Linked DNA regions of Sus scrofa: regions 1 and 2 are each linked to region 3. The links are chromatin contacts, called in public Hi-C and promoter capture Hi-C maps. All regions are on one chromosome and are shown on one strand. Each heading gives the region's core, a stretch centred on a gene start, on an enhancer-like site or on the middle of the called end of the contact. The rest is flanking DNA. Distances are from core to core; before and after follow the strand shown.

Region 1 (3,998 bases), core at 1,240-3,739, 290 kb before region 3:
TTTTTTGCAAAGACTAACTTGTCAGAAGCTGTTGGAATCTCGTTGAGTTAATTTTTATTTAAGTTCTACAAATCAGGATTACTTCCACCAGGAAATATAATACAGCCTTGGGTACATGATTTACAAGACTCTGAACACGCTTGTTTTGTTTTTTCCCCCCAGAACACGCCTGTTAATATATATCCCTTTCCCCTGCAAGGGTTCCAATGTTTTTAAGGCATTCAAAGTCATCCGACAGTGAAGTGACCTCAGCCCCCGTGGCAAGCCCCTAGGGCATGCCCTGCGTAGGCAGTGACCCTTGCATCTGAAGATAGGTATTAAACACGACTGGGCTCTGCCTGCCCAGGGCTGAATGGCTCTGTGATGACAACACTCACCTCCTCCTTGTCACTCTGACGCAGGTGGTTGCAGCGATCCAGGAAGCAGTGCCCACCCATGATCCACTCCTTCTGGACAAGACTCTGGAAACCAAACCTGGTCCTGCAGTGAGGGTCCATCATCACTTGCACCAGAGAGGAGACGAGGCAGCAGAGGTCGGAGGCGTTCTCCTCTGGGGAGGCGGTGCCCAGTGGCAGCGCAGAGAGGAAGAAGGGTACCAAGAGTTAAATAGCTGCAGAGGCACAGGTAACAGCACGGCCCCAAACCAATGTCTGTTCCCGTCAAGCTCCAATTCTCAAAAGGGCAGAACCAGTGGGGGAAAAAAGGTAATGCTTTCAGACTGAGAGACAAACTGCTTCTAGCCTGGCTGGCATAGGTCCCAGCGCACAATGGCACTTAAGATGGGCTTGTTACTGATAATTAAACACAGCGCAACAGACCCACTGTCAGCAGGCGGGGTCCAGATGTGCCACTTGATGAGGGCAGAATCACACACAACGTGGTGGCTTGCTGGGCTCCACAGACAACTCAAAACCCTTCCAGCTAGTGTGTCCGAGTTCCCATCACTGAATTCACTGTTCCAAGGCTCAGCTGCTTCTCAGGCGCCTTCCCTCTGCTACCTCTTGCTTCAGAGAAAGTGTAATATTTCTTTTTTTTTTTTAGGGCCGCATTCACGACACATTCCCAGGCTAGGGGTCAAATCAGGGCTATAGCTGCTGGCCTACGCCACAGCCACAGCCACACCAGATCCAAGCAGCGTCTGTGACCTACACCATGGCTCACGGCAACCGCCAGATCCTTAACCCACTGAGTGAGGCCAGGGATCAAACCTGCGTTCATTTCCACTGTGCCATGATGGGAACTCCAAGGAAGTGTTGTATTTCTGACTGCACTAGGATGCCTCTGATTCTCCCTCCAAGACTCTTTCCGTTCTATCTGAGAGCAGAGAAGGGCCTGCTTCCCCCTGCCTAGCCTAGAGGAGGCTCTCCACAGCAAGTGTGAGCCACACGTCCACCCCTGGAGTGCACGGTACAAAACCCACATGATGAAAATTCTGCTCACACCCTGGCTCGCCAGCCATGACCTACAGTAAATAAAAACATGTCTATACCCATGCATTTGTCTTAGAGTTTTAAGGTCCTGAAAAATCAATGTCTACACCCCTGTGGTTTCTACTTTACAAAAATAAGTGCAACTCCAGTTGCTATTTTATTTTTTTGGTCTTTTTGCCTTTTCTAGGGCCACTCCTGCGGCATATGGGAGTTCCCAGGTTAGGGGTCTAATTGGAGCTGTAGCCACCGACCTACACCAGAGCATAGGAACACAGGATCCGAGCCGCATCTGCAACCTACACCACAGCTCACGGCAACACTGGATCCTTAACCCACGGAGCAAGGCCAGGAATCGAACCCACAACCTCATGGTTCCTGGTCGGATTTGTTCACCACTGAGCCACGACAGGAAACTTCTCCAGTTGCTACTTTAAAATGTCCATGAGGACGATAGTGCCGGCAGGAGTTAGAGAAGCTTCAGAGAGAATTCTAAGCAGGGAAGTGTTTCCACTCTTAAAGCTTCATTGTGACCCCAGAGTGAACACTTGTTCTCCTGTTTCTCTTCCAGGAAACAAGGTCAAACTGTGGGAACACGCGGCTTTAGGAGAAACAGATTTTTATGTGTCTTCCTAGTGCTATCACCTTTTGAAACAAGTTTCATTTTTTTCAGAGGATCTTCCTTCTTCTGTGTGAAGGGTGTTAACTGTACATCTGTGGGTCTCAGGAAGAACGAGATTTCAGAGGAGACATAACCCAGCAATCCACTAAGGATCAAGTGACAGCTCAGCCTCGTCCGCCAGAGATTCCCATTAATTGGGTTTTATTGTAGTGTCTTTTCTTTCCTGGCTGCACCCAGGGCATGTGGAAGTTCCCGGGCCAGGGATCAAATGTGGCCACAGCAGTGACCCAAGCTGCTACAGTGACAACACCTGGATCCTCAACCCACTGAGCCACAAGGGAACTCCTCCCATTTCATTTTATGCAACTCTGGCACTGGTGCAGGTGGGCCCTGGGTATTTCCATCTCTCAGCCCCCAGTCTTTATTCCTCCTTTTCACAGTTACTCAGTACTCTGTTCTGCCACTGTAAGGTAGGACTTCTTCAATAACAACCTTAGGCTTGCTCTCTTCATAGGCTGGTAAATTTCTAGAAGGCAGAAGCACACAGCTCTGTACATGGGAGGTGCTCTGTGAATGTATTCAAATTTAAGTCAGTGAGCCAGCATCAGAGGGTACAAGAAGCCCCAGGCACACACTTTTCCAGTCTGCCCACAGAAGTCAAATCCCAGCAGTCATGGAAAGTGTCAGGAAAATGCTAAAAGCTCAAGGGTATGAAAGCATGAGACAGTCTACTTAAGCATGCGGTAGAAGAAACTTTAAATATTCAAAACAGCAAACATACTACTTCAGCTCAAATCTAACCAATTCCAGCAACAATCCTCATCGCCTAAGGTTTACGCTCTGCTTTTTCACATGCCGAATGTGTATGTCCTGTCTGCATGCACGGCAAGTTAAGCCCACAAAAGAAAAGGAAATCGGGGACCACAAAGTCTCTATGGCAACTATACAAAACTGTCAGACACAAAGATGCAAAAGTAACAATTAAACCATCCATGGGTCTCTTCATACAAAAAGATCATCCAAAGATTTTAACTTTAACTGAGTTAATATAAAACAAAAAACCTCAAAACATTAGGAAATGTGAGCTTTGGAAAAGATAGCAAACAATTCCTTCTTGGGCTACAAATAGGTCTGCCAAGTTCCAAGTGAAAGAATTCATTTTTAAACTCCAACACTGAAATCCAAAGCAAAGGATTCTAAGGTCAGGGTAAAAAGAATGGGAAGGATTTCTACACCAGCTCACCCTTTTTTTTAAGAGAATTCCAATTACATAAAGCCCCATATATAAATAAATCCCAAGTAAAGAAAAAAGGAGACCACTCTTTGTGCTGTAAATATATTACCTAGAAGAAGAATGTTCATGTTTTGTGCTTCTAGACATTCTATAATCTCTATTGCTTTTTTCAGGCAGCGTCTAAATAGGAGAGAGACAAGAAAAGGGGAGATTAGGTCTTGAGCTTGATATCATACACACTAAGAAATTTATTGAGAGGTGTCTGACTTGATCTTCATTTTCTTATCGCACTGTTTCGTGCTAAAACTCCTTCAGAAAAGAAACAAATTATCATTTACACTATTCAGATACTGCAAGACACTCATCTGCTTATCAGAAACTTAAATTCTTTAGAATTCCAAAACTGACATAAAAATGTTCCTAGGTGATCCCTAAACTAGAAATTCTTACTGCAAATTCACAGCTGAGTGTGTCGGTGAGTCCCAGTAAGAGCCCTCAAGCCCACACCTGCAGGCTGTGCTGCACGTCCATCATGCTTAATTCAAGGTCATTGGCCGAATGTGTTGATGTGGCTGGAGAGGCCCAGCATGCCCAGAAATCCCTTTGTTTCTCTCTAGACACACTATGCCCTTAGAGACTGTTGCCACTGCCAGCAGCTCTGCCTTCTGTACTAATTACTCGGGCTTCATACCCTTGCTCTCTCCCCCACGGCTCT
Region 2 (4,260 bases), core at 849-3,348, 340 kb before region 3:
AATAGCCAAGGGACGTCAACCTTTTTCCAAGTGATCATCAGTAAAACCTGAGCAAAATGGAAAACTGGATACTGCAAATACTCTGGAAATACTGCCATTTCCATCAAGGTAAGTTTTAATTCATGAGATTACCAAATATCAGGAGTCCACGAATAATCCATATAAAACTCACCTATATCTGATAAATCTTGGTGAAATAAGACTAAGTTGCTTTAATAAGAACTAATTTTTTCTTGCCCACCTCTATGAATTGGGAAAATATTATTAAAATTTTTTAAAAACTTAGATATTTTTGTATCTGATTCTAAAATGTGCTGTCTGTAGTTTCCATATGGAGATAAAACAAGTTTCTAGAACCCTCCCCACCATAGCTAATTTATACAATATCCATTGACCTGTCCACCCTCTGCAAGTCTATAATTTTTGGAGACATATACATATGATAAAACAAATATAATAAAATAATGATTACAGAACCTAGGAGATGAGTATATAGGTGCCCACTGCAGTGTTTTCTTAACTTCTGTATGTGTGAACATTCTCACAAGATACTGGGGTGAAAATAATCATTTCAAAATCTGAACACAAGTTATCTACTGAAACTTTCAGGCCTTTCATCAAATAACAAACCTAGCAATTCAAGCACCCCCACGAAAAAGTCCTTCCTTGAGAATGTAAACACTTTTTTGAACACAGTCAAGCAATAAAACGTAAAAGCAATACTTAAAATAATCTCTCACCCAAAGCAAGTTACCTAGAAGGTCAATTTCCAGGAGGCTTCACGAGAATTTTGTTGGACTTCTAACTTTATCAGCAAAACAACTTTTGCCTCCATTACCATCTCACCGTAATTTCCCAAAATTCCAAAAGGTACACCTTAAGCTGTTGGGTTTGTTTTTTGTTTGTTTTTTAAATCCCCCAGAAGGCAGATTCGTGGATCCCTCCCAGGTCCTAAAACCTGCAGAACCATGAGTTCGGGGCGCTGGTGGTTCCATGTGTTTCACTCTAACCCGCAGTCTCCAGGTGGGAATTGTACCCTGGGGTCTATACGGGTTAGACACGCTGGGAAAAAAAGCGAGGAAGAAAGAGACTGTCGGGGAGTCAAAATTTAAGGAGTGACTGTGAAAGGAGAAAGGGAAATCCAAACAATCTGTGCGGGGAGGATCTGGAAGCACCGGGCCGGCTGGGCGCTCCCGAGCGCGGAGCTCAGGAGCTCGGAGGGCAGACGCGCGGAACCAGTGGCCGGGCTCCCGCCTGGCGCCCGAGCCCCGCGCCGGCCGCCCCCGCCCTGCCCGCCGGGGCCGCACCTCTCGGTCCTTGAGGCCCAGCAGGAGCACCTCCTCCATCAGGGTCAGCCGCGTTTCCTTGGAGTCGCCCTTGTCGTCGTCGTCCTGCTCGTCGCGGCGGCTCTGCGCGTCGTCCTCGCCGTTGCCGCCGCCGCCGCCCGCCGCCCTCTCCTTGTCGGCGGCGTTGCGGGAGGCCTCGGTGCGCCGCTGCACCAGCCCGGAACTGCGCTGGGTCAGCGAGGTCATGGCTCCGGCTGAGGCGCCACGCCGGGCCGAGAGAGACGCGGGACCGGCCGGGTCTCCCTCCTCCTCCCTCCGCAGCCCCCGACCCGCGCTTCCGTGTTAAACCCGGGCGCTGGGGCGACGTCCGCGGGCAGCGGGACAGGAGGCAGTCATGGGGATACGGGCCGCGGCGAAGCGGGCGGGCTGGGCGTCGGCGGGGCGAGCGAGGGGTTGCTTTCTTACTGCTGCCGCAGACCCCCTGGCAGCCGGAGCTCGGTGGCGGAGGCGGTGAAGGAAGAAGCAGCGCTGGAGGAGGAAGCGGCGGCGGCAGCGGCGGCGCCTTTCCAATATGGCGGCGCTGGCTGACGTCACTGGAGGATGTGGCACGGCCGGCGCGGGAGGGGCTCGGAGGGCGCCGGAAGCGGCCGGCGAGGACCTGGCGGCCCCGGGCAGGGGTGGGAGTGGGAGCTTGTGGACGTCGACCCCTTCCCCGGTCCCCGGGTCTTCCCCGGCGCTCGCCCTTTCCTTGGCGGTTCGTTCCGCGCTCGGCCCGCGGCCCCCCTCCCGTGACGTGTCCGCCCTCCGCCCGCCTTCCCCTGTGCGGGTCGAGGAGCCCGGGCTGGAGCCAGAGATTGGCCAGGCCCCCGCGAATAGGGGCCACCCCCGTGGCCTAGCGAGCGTGAACCCTGTTTAGCCTCGAGCTGTGCTCTTAGCACCTCGGACACCACCGACCTCGGAGTCGCCCTCGGATAGGGCTGAAGGGACCCGTCTTGGAATCCGGGGTCCCCAGGAGACACTCGGAGGACTTTGCTCAGCGCTGATGGGGTGAGGGCAGGGTGCGTCCTCTGCCCGCGTTCCCAGACTTCAGGAGGAACAATTGCTTTTAAATGGCTTGAAAGTGGACTTTAGTGTTTTCTGGGTGTGTGACGGTATGGAAAGAGAGGTTAGAAAGAACTGAATAGTTTTCTTTGTAAAACTCTTCCTCCCTCCGGGACCAGGGAGCAGTAAGTACAGTTAGTACTGCACACGTCAGTCAGTCAACTTTAACGAACCTTTTATAGAAACAATAAACCCGTTGGGTTTCATGCCACGTCTTTGTACACATTAAATCTCCTTCAATTTAATCAGTGGGTTAAATCCTCTTGGCATGCATGTTAGTTTGTGCAATTTATGTTAAAGAATAGCGTCAAACCTGAGGGGTGGCGGGGGGAGGATGGAGATCCAGAAAAGTAGAACTTCTAAGCAAAACATTATCCAGAAATGGCATTGTATGCCATCCGATATTATTTAAAATCAATAGTGACCACAGGCTGTGGCTACAGAAAGATTTGGAAATGAGGAATGCGTTGTCCTAACAGGGCTGTAGTAAGTGATAAACGCCCACAGTAAAATCGTCCCATAGAACGTTCTGAACACAAAGTTCTTCCCGGGAGTTCCCGTCGTGGCGCAGTGGTTAACGAATCCGACTAGGAACCATGAGGTTGTGGGTTCAATCCCTGGCCTTGCTCAGTGGGTTGGGGATCTGGCGTTGCTATGGCTCTGGCCTAGGCTACATCTCCGATTAGACCCCTAGCCTGGGAACCTCCATGTGCTGCGGGAGCGGCCCTAGAAAAGGCAGAAAGACCAAAAAAAAAAAAAAGTTCTCCCCCTTCCACAGACCCATTACCCACAAATCTTGTGGCTATTCACCATCACTGCCACCCCATGCCTTGGAAAATGAGAAACTAAATCTTCTGGAGTGAGGAGGAGGGTGACCACAAAGTCAACTATCCCTTTCTCCTATCATTTAGAGCAAAGGTCAGTTTCACTTCAACCAATTTCTCTCATTCACAATCCTGTTCAACTCTTTTTTTTTTTTTTTTTTGTCTTTTTGTCTTTTTTGTCTTTTTTTATTGTTGTTGTTGTTGCTATTTCTTGGGCCGCTCCCGCGGCATATGGAGGTTCCCAGGCTAGGGGTTGAATCGGAGCTGTAGCCACCGGCCTACGCCAGAGCCACAGCAACGTGGGATCCGAGCCGCGTCTGCAACCTACACCACAGCTCACGGCAACGCCGGATCGTGAACCCACTGAGCAAGGGCAGGGACCGAACCCGCAACCTCATGGTTCCTAGTCGGATTCGTTAACCACTGCACCACGACGGGAACTCCTTTTTTTTTTTTTTTTTTTTTTTTAATTTCTCTTCCAGTTCTTTCCCAAACAGCTTAAAATGTTGCTTTTTAAAAGAAATATAATTAATGATTTGATCGATATAGTCAAATACATAGTTGAAAGAGTTTAAAGATAGATATAGTGAAAAATCTTCCTTTTACCCTTGGCCCTGTTCGCCCAGTTACCACCTCCATACCCCACCCCACCCCCCCACAGCCCCATAGTGATTTTAAAATATGTCAACACATTCGGTGAAGCCTGATTCTTCTCCCCTTGAGTGCAGGCCAAACTTAGTGACTATCTTCAAATGAAGGAATGTGGCAGGCATGACTGTGTGACTTAGACTAGATCATAAAAGTCCTCAGCTTCTTCCTTGCTCACCTTTGCTCTCTCTGGGATCATTCACTCCAAGGGAGGCCAGCTGCTATATCATGAAGACATTCAAGCAGCCTTATGAAGAGGTCTAGTGGCAAGGAACTGAGGCCTCCTACCCAACAGCCATGTGAGTGAGCCATCTTGGAAGTGGATTCCAGCCCAGGTCAGACCTTTACCTAACCTCTTAATTGCCACTCCATGAAAGATTCTGAACCTGTATCACCCAGCT
Region 3 (4,020 bases), core at 1,186-3,685:
GTCGCCAGTGGTATTCTACATCAAGAGAACCTTCTATTCTTCAGACTCATCTAGACCTTACGGCCTTTGCACACATTTCATACTCTGCTGGGAATCATCAGCACTCAAATCTTAGCCTGGCTGTCCCTTTTCATTAAAGTCCCTGCCCAAATATTCCCACTTCACCTCTTTCAGATCTAAGTTAACCTCACCCTAAAACTCTCTACTGCAGCATCCTCTTTTTCTTTTATTCTTTTTCATTTTCTTTCATTTTTCTTTTTTTGCTTTTTAGGGCTGCACCTGCAGCATATGGAGGTTCCCAGGCTAGGGGTTGAATTGGAGCGTCAGCTGCCAGCCTGCACCACAGCTGCAGCATCGCAGGATCCCAGCCGTGTCTCCTATATCACAGCACACAGCAATGTCAGATCTTTAAGCCACTGAGCGAGACCAGGGATGGAAGCTGCATCCTCATGGATACTATTCACATTTGTTTCTGCTGTGCCACAATCGGAACTCCTCTTTTATTTTTTATAGCACTTATCTGGATTGCCATCTCTATTTAATACTTTTCTTGCTTATTGTCTGCTCTATGAGTTTAGAGTGACCCTATCAGTTTCATTCTTTCCTAAATTCCCACCACTTAGAGCAGTGCTGGCATACAGTAGTGGTGTTGAATACATGTTAACTAAATGAGTGAATAAACCGGGAAAGGACCTTTGCTCAGTTTCCTCCATGTAAGTAAAGAGAACTGTAGCTCTTTCCATCTCAAATGAGAGGGAGGGGAGGTTGTGTGTTAAGTGACTCCAGCCAGTACCCTGAACTCTGTCCTTTCTCCACTAGCATCCAGATTTTGAAAGAGAACTGAATTCGTGGCTCCCAGAGCCCAGGCTGCCAGGTGATCCTCTAGTTATTCCACTATATGAGCTTATTCCAATCAGACACCCCCTACAGAGCCTCAGGGCACCACTGGCCCCAAAGGGAACTTTGGTCAGCTTAGCCATAGTTTGTGGGGGTCCTTTCCAAACTATCTTTGGGTGTGTAAACTCTGGGCTGGCAAACGCTGAAACAGTGGTTAATGAGTAAGTTACTTTTCTTTTTTTCTTTTTTTTTTTTGTCTTTCTGCTTTTTTAGGGCTGTACCCGAAGCATGTGGAGGCTCCCAGGCCAGGGTCTAATCGGAGCTGTAGCCGCTGGCCTACTACGCCAGAGCCACAGCAACTTGGGATCCGAGCTGCCTCTGCGACCTACACCACAGCTCAGAGCAACGCTGGATCCTTTACTTACTGGGCGAGGCCAGGGATGGAACTGGCAACCTCATGGTTCCTAGTTGGATTCGTTAATCACTGAGCCATGACGGGAACTCCAATTTCATATTTTTAACAGTTCAATTTTCTCATTTTTCTTTTTGACTTTTTCAATTTTCTCATCGAAATGTATCTTTATGTATTGTAAAACGCACAGATATTAGGTGAAAATCTAACCACCACTCAGACCAAGATATATTCAGCATTCCAGCAGGTTCCTTCACTCTCACTCCAAGCGATACTCCCGAAAGGTAACCTAACCTAGATCCCCATGTATTATTCTTGCCTTTGTAGGAACATCATATAAAAGGAATTCTACACTTTTTTTTTTTCTTTTTAAAAATGGTCATCTAGCCTGACACTGCATGATTGGGAATGGGCTCGAGCTTTTTCAGTCTTCCTCAGTCCGTCCAGTGTGACTCCAGCAGTGCAGGGTTTGAGTCATGACACACTCCCTGTACAGCCTACAGCAGATGTCTTTCATCTTGTTGATCCTTGATGTCCTCATCTACAAAATGGAGAGAATAATCATTCATACTTTGGAAAGTGCTTGTTAGGATAAGTAATATTTAAGTGCCTCATTGCAGTGTCTGGAACATAGGTGTTTGATAAATGTGTGTAGAATAAATATATGTACATACATGTACATATATGAGCTTATATTTATTCTTGGCTTATATATATATATATATTCTTGGCCATAGTAGGCATTCATTAAATATTCATTCAAATAATCTATTGGCCGTGTTCCTGCTTGTAGTATGGATTTCTCTTGCCTTCTGTGAACTACCATACACCTCCAGGATTCAGTTTAGGTATTAAGGATGTGTATGTGACCGAAGAGGTCTGCAAAGTTTTTTTTTTTTTTTTCCTTTCCCCACTTTCTGGAATTAAATGCTGTGAGTTTGGCTTCTTCCCTTTGAATTTTACCAGCCAGGGTCATGTATGGACATTTCATTTTAATACAAGAAAACATTTATTAAACAAATGCAAAGCTCGGTGCTTGTCATTCTTGTTTTATTCATTCCCTCGTTCCCTCACAGGTCTGATCCAGTCTTGGCTGCATCTCACTTTTAACGGCATCGGTTCAGGACCAGGGGAGGTCCCTTTAAAGCCCTGGAAAGGGTCTCGGTGTTGGTTTCCGCGGGGAGGCCACGCCCCATCACGTGTCCGCGGTCCCAGCGGGGCGGGGCCGGAGACTCTTAGCTGCCGTCAGTTCCGGTTCTCTGTCAGTCGAGAGCAAGCGAGCCAGCAGGAGGTGGTTCGCCTACCCGAGCGGAGCGTGAGTACTCGGGTCCCGGTCCTCCTCCTTCGAAACCCCGACCTGGCCGACCCCCACCCCCTCAGCCCAACCGCTTACTACCTCCCCTCGTTCCCTCTCGTCCGCGACGGCAGCGGGAAATGGCGGCGGTGCCCGATCTCCAGCTTCTCCTCCTCCGCCTCCCCTGACCCTCTCTTCTGTACCCGACCCCGCGCCTCACGCGGTGCAGGCCCCTCGGCGCCTGGAGGTGGCACCCGGGGACAGCGGCCTGGGGCGGCTGGACACGGCCGGGCCGGGGCGAGGAGCCGCGGGGAGGGGGCCGGGGCGCCCCCGGGACAATGCGGCGGCCTGGGCTCGGGCGGGGGCGCGTGCGGGGCCTGCGCTTGCCCTAGGCCTCTCTGGTGCCCCCACCCCTGCCCCCAGGATTGGGGGGGCCCTCCAGGGGTGAGGGAGAGTGGGCCAGGGCGGAGGAGAACCCAGGGGGCGGCAGTAGAGACTGGGGTGGCAGGGGACGGCTGGTTTGCTGGGGGGTAGCGAGCGCTTCGAGAGAAGAAAATGGCGCTTGGTGCAAGTCCCTCCTCTTCCCACACCGTCTCCTCCGCATTTCGCTGCTTCCCACGCCCCCTCCGACCAACCTGCCTCCCCTCGCCCAAGTCGTTGCCTGTCCCGAGGTTCTTGGTCTTGTGAGACCCCCCCTTCTCCGTTTTAGTGTTTATCACCCTCGTGTTGTACCGAATTCGTCTGTCCTTTGGTCCTAGTTTATTTTCACCTCGTCTTTTCTAATGCTCCCTCCCCCATGCCTTCATCAAAGATAGAAGATTGATTTTTAGGTTGTGTTTTGTGTATGTTCTATACCGGCGCTTTTCGTATCATTTTTGCCTTCAGGAGGAGCCTGCCCCGCCCCCTTTTTTACCTCGAACAGTAAAGGCTTATTCAGTAAAAATTAAAATGTATTTTGTTAGAAGTTCAAAGAGGCTGGCTTTAGTTACCATTGCCTTCTCTTCGTGTCGGATGGACTGACTTGGGTTAGACACGAGGTGGTTCTTTGAAATGGTCTTAGGCCCCCAGGTACCTTTAACGAACAGATGGTATAGTTATGCTTGACCGTTTTAAAGTGAAATATAGATTATGTTCAATTTAATTACCTTAAAAAATGTTTCTTGGGCATTAATCGCAACTAGCATAAAAAACAACAAGATTGATTTTGGAGATTAGGTTGTAAAGTGGGGCACTAACAGGACTCATGTATACAACGTGGTTTTATGAATGTTGCTGCTCCCTTCTGAATTTACTCCTCCTGTCATCAAGAAATTGCCAGTTAAAAGCAGTAAGGCTGAGTTGGGCATAGTTTGAGCTTCTTGAATTTAGTGCTGGCCGGGGATGGCCCATTTCTTTTACCTTGACCTCCTATTGTGCGGCACATTCAGTGCCAGTGCAAATGCAAGTTTAGTCGAGAGCTGCGTTATTTGTGATCTTT

Evidence for each region. Promoter capture Hi-C pulls out the DNA fragments that hold promoters and counts their contacts. Hi-C and Micro-C count contacts between places; a contact is called where the count stands out from the background.
Region 1: a contact with region 3 is called in a Hi-C map of omental adipose tissue, with 2.3 times the contacts expected there. The contact joins the enhancer-like site here to the promoter of SUB1 in region 3. A contact is called at or near these places in 2 of 5 promoter capture datasets (fetal liver and liver) and 11 of 47 Hi-C or Micro-C datasets (embryonic fibroblasts, epiblast stem cells, fetal heart ventricle and 8 more).
Region 2: a contact with region 3 is called in a promoter capture Hi-C map of fetal liver, with 3 times the contacts expected there. The contact joins the promoter of LOC110257335 here to the promoter of SUB1 in region 3. A contact is called at or near these places in 1 of 5 promoter capture datasets (fetal liver) and 2 of 2 datasets of contacts at active chromatin or transcription factors (alveolar macrophages and skeletal muscle).

What each region holds. Positions count from the first base shown.
Region 1 is chr16:18,469,457-18,473,454 of Sscrofa11.1, forward strand. It overlaps MTMR12 (myotubularin-related protein 12), which reads right to left. Exons shown (of 17, transcript XM_021077144.1): 13 at 3,393-3,463; 14 at 378-550. Among named protein-coding and RNA genes, the nearest start is that of MTMR12, 66 kb to the right of the region's middle. Within about 2 kb of position 2,490, at least 6 of the 83 cell types and tissues checked have an H3K27ac peak or open chromatin away from gene starts, as enhancers often do. A contact at or near this core is called in omental adipose tissue, where this site is marked.
Region 2 is chr16:18,414,398-18,418,657 of Sscrofa11.1, forward strand. LOC110257335 (Golgi phosphoprotein 3) reads right to left here and starts at 2,099. Exons shown (of 4, transcript XM_021077099.1): 1 at 1,308-2,099. The coding sequence starts at 1,532.
Region 3 is chr16:18,756,451-18,760,470 of Sscrofa11.1, forward strand. It overlaps SUB1 (activated RNA polymerase II transcriptional coactivator p15), which reads left to right and starts at 2,436. Exons shown (of 5, transcript XM_021076608.1): 1 at 2,436-2,564.